2 separate regions of the Mustela erminea genome follow, and region 1 is linked to region 2. A link is a contact called in public Hi-C data. All regions are on one chromosome and are shown on one strand. Each heading gives the region's core, a stretch centred on a gene start, on an enhancer-like site or on the middle of the called end of the contact. The rest is flanking DNA. Distances are from core to core; before and after follow the strand shown.

Region 1 (2,700 bases), core at 48-2,547, 840 kb before region 2:
CTAGTATACACAGCTCCCTATTACCCTCCTCCCGTCTTATAGCGGCAGCCTGAGCTGAAGACTGGATGAAGTACAGCCCTGTTGTCAGTACTCCTTTTAAAAACGATTCTTCAAGACTGCTGAAGAACGAACTCTAGGTAATGAAGCACGCGCGGCCGCGAGTGAAATCCCCCAGACGCCGTGCAGCGCTTAAGGAAGGTACAAAAACCGGGCCCCCACGGTCGACTTCGCCTGGATTCTTTTTTGTTTTAATCTGCCTGCGGCAGCAGCATAGGTTGGAAGGCGGAGACTGGAAACGCCTGCCAAGCTAGGGCTCTCGGTCACAGAGGCTGCGCCTCCCGGTTCAAGCCAAGTCCATCCCCCACCCTCTTTCGCCATTCATCGCCTTCCCCTCCCCTCCCCCCATCATGTGACCGCAGCCTGGACTCCAGGCTTGTTTTTCCCCTCGGCTCAGCAGCACCGCGCAGGCGCCTCGGAGCCCATTCATTCGAAATGCGTAACAATGAGCCCCGGGGCCCAGCAGCTCCGCGAGCTTCCCAGCTCGGCCCCAGCCCCTCTCGGCTCCCAGAGGAGGCGGCGCCTCACTGGGGTCCCCCAACCCCGGCCGACAGCCCACCCGAGGCTAACCTCCGACCCTCCGCCCACACACGCGAAGTTGAAGTCAAACTTTCCTGGGCAGCCCCGGCGCCGCGTCGGCCCCTTCCCCCCGCCCAGGCCCGCCCCATCTCCGCACCCGGCCCCGCCACCCACCGCGCAACCCGGCCCGGAGGGCCGACCTCGCCGACTCCTCCCAGCCCCCGCCCCCGAGACCCCCTCGGGCCCGGCCGCCGCGAAGCCTAGGTGAACTCGCGGGAGGCGCCGGTCCGGCGGGTTCGCCACCGGCAGTTATCGGACGGTTAACTGCTCCCACTGTGAGGGCAGCCTTTGGCGGAAGAGGAGCGCGGACCCGAGCTCGCCCGGCCGCCCGGTCCCCTCGGGATCCTGCCCCTCCCTTCCCCACCCCCACCCCTTCCCGAACTGAAAGACAACAAACCCGCCACGGAGTGCGGGCAGCCGCGACGCGGGCCGCCCTGGACGCGACAACACCACCAGCGACTGCTGTACCCTCTCTCCGACTGAGGCCGGTCTCTCCGGCGCGCCTTACTGCTCCCGCCGCTGCTCTTACTCCTCAACCGAAACTTTCCTACTTACCAAACCCGTCGCCATTACCAAGTCTTTCAAGCTTCGTCTTCCCCCTCCCCTCAACCCCCCGGGGGTTGAGCCTCCTCTCAGCTCTTTCGCCTTCTTATTGGCCTATGGAAGTGTCATTCGATCTTGCCCCTTTCCCATTGGGTGAGCGCGTCGTCCGTCTCGGGAGGCGGGCTTGTATTGACTTTTGTGTTGTGTTTACTGGAGAAGGTGGTCTGTCAATCACAAGAGTGAGCGCTTCGGATTGGATTGCTGCCGAGACTCCGGGGACCAAAGCCAAACTTTGCCCCCGAAATGGCTTGTGGGTTCGTAGTCTCAGCCTTGCTCTGTTCTGGGAAACTGTAGGCAAGAGAAACCGGTTGGACTACATATCCCAGAGGTGCGTGCAGAGCGCTGTCTTGATAGTAAACAAGAGTCATAGGGACACGTGTATCAGCTCGTTTGTTTTGGTGTCTGGGACAAAAGGGAGGGGGCGGAGGAAGGGAGTGTTTTAAAGCTTTGGCCTCTTCTCTTCCTCTGGGCCTCTCTGAGCGCTCGGAGAGCCCCAGTCTCTCGCAGCACCCATTTCGGGCCATAAACAGCCAGAGTCGCTTGCTGTTCGAAGTTTGGCAGGAGGCCAAGGTATTGTTTTAGTGCGAGGGGAAGGAGATGACTGCAGAAGCGGAAGCTGTGCAGCCTCGCGAGGGACCCAGTCACCCACAAATCACAGCCCCGGGCATTATGGGGTAATAAAGGTGGTGTGGCGCTCCAGTGGGAAGAACTAGAATTCCTTTATCCTCAGTCTTGCCTGGCACTTCCCAGACAGCAACTTCAGAGGGCTTCTTCGATCAGTTCACGCAGGGTGTGTTGAATGCCAGCGACGTGCCAGTCACTGGGAGGCTCGGGGATGAACGCAGGAAAGTTCGGGGTCTGGTGAATTTACAAAGCTGGAAGCGGGTGGACGATTATTATTGACTTACAGAGACTGAAGCCGATCAAAGCGGTATTTTCCATATTGACCAGCGTGCTCGTTGGTTAAAGTAAATAGCAGTACAGTGTGTGACTTAAACTGAATTAGTGAATCATTATCTAAGGGTCTCTGGTGAGTTTTTGTTAACCAGTGTGTCCCCACCCCCACCCCCGACGACTTCCCATTGATGAGAGAAGAGTGTCTTTGCACTTCGTTGCCACTAGGAGCTCCTCCTTAAGTTACTAATAACTGACTCACCAGAGGAGGGTGGCTTCTTTGGCTTTATAGTTACCTTCACTTTAAACATGGCTGTCCATCACAGTCCACCGAGTCTGTAATTCATGTTCTTACCATTCACATTACAAAGGCATTATTAAGCTTTTTTTCCTTTGAACCTTTAACGTTTAATCATTAAGCTATGCTTTACGTTTTGTATCTTTAGATCACTGTTTGTATGCTTAAAATTAAGAGGAAAACCCTACGTTATTTAGAAATCAATAGTCAACTACTGAAAAGAGGCGGAAACCATAGCTGATTATTCCTTTAATGACCCCCACCTATAC
Region 2 (2,700 bases), core at 194-2,693:
TGGCCTGCATGGACTCTATAGATGGAGGCGACTTATTCCAAGACCACAGTCTGGACCCAAGTTGCTTTTAACTGAAGAGGTAGGTCTCCGTTTTGTTGTGATGAATCTCTCAATTCACAGCGTCCCCCTTCCCATCCCACACCACCCCCCACCCCCCGATAAAGTGAGATTTTTACCAACTTTTAAAATAGTCTCTAGAGTCCCTATGCCTGTTTTCATTGATCCGCTTCCCCCCCCCCCCGCCCCCGCTACTTGTATCTTGTAAAACCTAAATCTTGGAATAAAAAATTTTTAAAAAAGGCCGCAGCAGCTACTGATCATGTGGACAAAGGAAATCTTAATTTTACGCAAAACTACAATCACGTATGAGAATTGCATAAGTGGATCGTCTACACTTCGGTGAAGTCATCCGACGTCGTATCCGTTGCTTCTTTTTTGGAGGTTACCAAATCATTTCCCAAAATTTAACAACTAAAGCAATGATGAAATCAGTTTTGCACCGTGTCACAACTTGGCCCGTTGCCGTTTACTTCTCGGCACTGTTAGATTCAATTAGGCCTCGTACTTTCATTATCTGGGAGGGCTGAATTCAACCCCCGCCTTCACGTGCAGACTGTTTTCTGCGGGAAAAAAGTCAAAACATCAAAGGATCCAAGAGCTCAGCAACACAGGCAGAGGAAATCGGAGTCGATGCAGAGCAAAGGGTCCCCTCAGACCTTCCTCATCGCTGCTCTTCGGATTTTAAAGAGAGGCTTAGGAGGACCTAGAGGGACAAGAGGGATGCAGGCAAAAGGTTCGATCCCCAATCCCAGCCGGAGACAAAGGTGAGTAACTGCGGGAGGGGGATGGGGAGACCGGCAGAGGAAGGCTTCACGGCCACCAGTCGGGTGGCGTGACTTCAGGAGGACTCAGAAAACGAGCCAGGACAGGGTAGGACAGGAAGGGGTCAGCCAGGCGGACGAACCAGCTAATCGCAGGAGGGGCGAGGCTGGGAATTCCCCCTCCCGCCGCTCTCCGTTACGCGGTGTCGGGAAATGAAATCAACGTAGGGACGCGGGTCCCACACCGGGACTGCCCGGAAGCCTCCGCTTTCCCGGAGCTGGCGTCCTGGAGAAAGAGCGCGTGCCTCACGTCCTCTCCCCCAGCCCCGCCCCCTCGCGCGCTGCGCACGCGCGGCCGCGCCCCGCCCCTCGCGTCCCCTCCGGGGTAATGGGGCGGGGGTGGGGGCGGGGAGCCGAGGTGAGGAGTCGGTCGGAGTCCCTGGGCTGAGAGCTCGAGAGCTACCGGCGCCACCACCCTCCTCCGCGTCACTGCTCCCGGGCCCGCCCTTCTGTGGCCCCTCCTCCCCACTCCTCTTCGCCCTCCTCTCCCCCGCCCCTCCGACCGAGCGGTGACTTAAGCAACGGAGCGCGGTGAAGCTCATTTTTCTCCTTCCTCGCCGCCGCGCCGGGCACCTCGCGGCGCGTGGCCCTCACACTCCCGCCCGAGATGAATGCTGCGGCAGACGCCGAGTTCAACATCCTCCTGGCCACCGACTCCTACAAGGTAGAGGTTCGGGGCGGGGGCAGGTGAAGGAGGAGAGGGCGCGTCCGGGACAAGCGCGGGGCTGTGGGGCTGGGGGCGCCGCTCTGGGGTCGTGGCGCTGCACGATCCCGAGGGAAGGAGCGGCTGGGCGGCGGCGGCGGCGGCGGCGGCGGCGGCGGCGGCGGCGGCGGGCTGAGGCAGGTGAAGCTGGCGCCGCAGTGGGGAGGAGGTGGATGGAGGAGGGATGGAGGGATGGACGGCAGGAGGCGGGGCTTTGGGGTGCGTGGTGTGGGGGGGCGCGGCGAGGGGCTGAGGCGGGCCGGAGACGGCGCCGCCCGCCCGCCGCAGGCGCGGGACGCGGGGCTCCGGGCTCCCGGCTCCCGGCTCCCGGCTCGCGGCTCGCGGCTGGAGAGGCCGTGGCGGGGTCGGGGCCAGGGAGGCTTGGGCGTCCCCGGTCGAGCGCACGCCTTCCCCGGGAGCGCGGCCTTTTGGCCTTGGGCCGGGTCGGGCAGGGCCAGCCTGGCGAAAGGTCGCCAGGAGCGGGTCAGTTAGGTAACGGCCCCTGGGGCTCGGCCGTGCAGAAAAGGAATGAGGTTTGAGAAGTGGGTTTTCCCCTAAAGGCTGAATCGAGTGCGCTCCCCCCTTGCTGGCCAGGTACGTCCCTCCCCGAGAAAGAGGTGGGCGAGGACCTAGTAGGGTGCTGCAGCAGCCAGCCACGTTCTTCTGCCTGTGGCCGGGGTGTGGAGGCCACTTATCTGCCCTCGGTAGACGGCCCACTCCGCTGGGCTCCGTTTCAAACTCCTTGGCTCCCGGTGATCACTCATACTCCTTATCCCTTGTTGTAGAGGCCGGTAGGCTGCCCTTATTCCATTAGGGCCACTACAGGATTTCTGTGAAAAGGAAAGTGAAAACGCGAGCTAAATGAATTGTAGTTTTATCCCTGGAGAACTCACAGAGAAATGACACATTTGTGTTAATAAGCTTATAGGACACTTGAGAGTATTGCTGCCGCATTAGTTTTGTTTGAAACTCACACAAATTAGTAAAGGAAAGAATGATGAGAGGAAAATCTGGTAAATGTTCTTTCCCCTAGGTTCCAAATTACATGAAGTAAACTGAACTATACTTTGCTAAGCTTTGTTGGCCAGCACACTTAAAAGATGAAATGTCAGGCCA

Evidence for each region. A called contact is a pair of places that touch in the nucleus more often than the background predicts.
Region 1: a contact with region 2 is called in a Hi-C map of spleen, with 11 times the contacts expected there. The contact joins the promoter of HBP1 here to the promoter of NAMPT in region 2. A contact is called at or near these places in 2 of 3 Hi-C or Micro-C datasets (fibroblasts and spleen).

The regions. Positions count from the first base shown.
Region 1 is chr11:89,236,650-89,239,349 of mMusErm1.Pri, reverse strand. HBP1 (HMG box-containing protein 1) reads right to left here and starts at 1,297. Exons shown (of 11, transcript XM_032304092.1): 1 at 1,192-1,297. The coding sequence starts at 1,206.
Region 2 is chr11:88,396,809-88,399,508 of mMusErm1.Pri, reverse strand. It overlaps NAMPT (nicotinamide phosphoribosyltransferase), which reads left to right and starts at 1,443. Exons shown (of 11, transcript XM_032305830.1): 1 at 1,443-1,545. The coding sequence starts at 1,489. It overlaps LOC116569541 (a long non-coding RNA gene), which reads right to left. Exons shown (of 2, transcript XR_004277065.1): 2 at 762-2,414.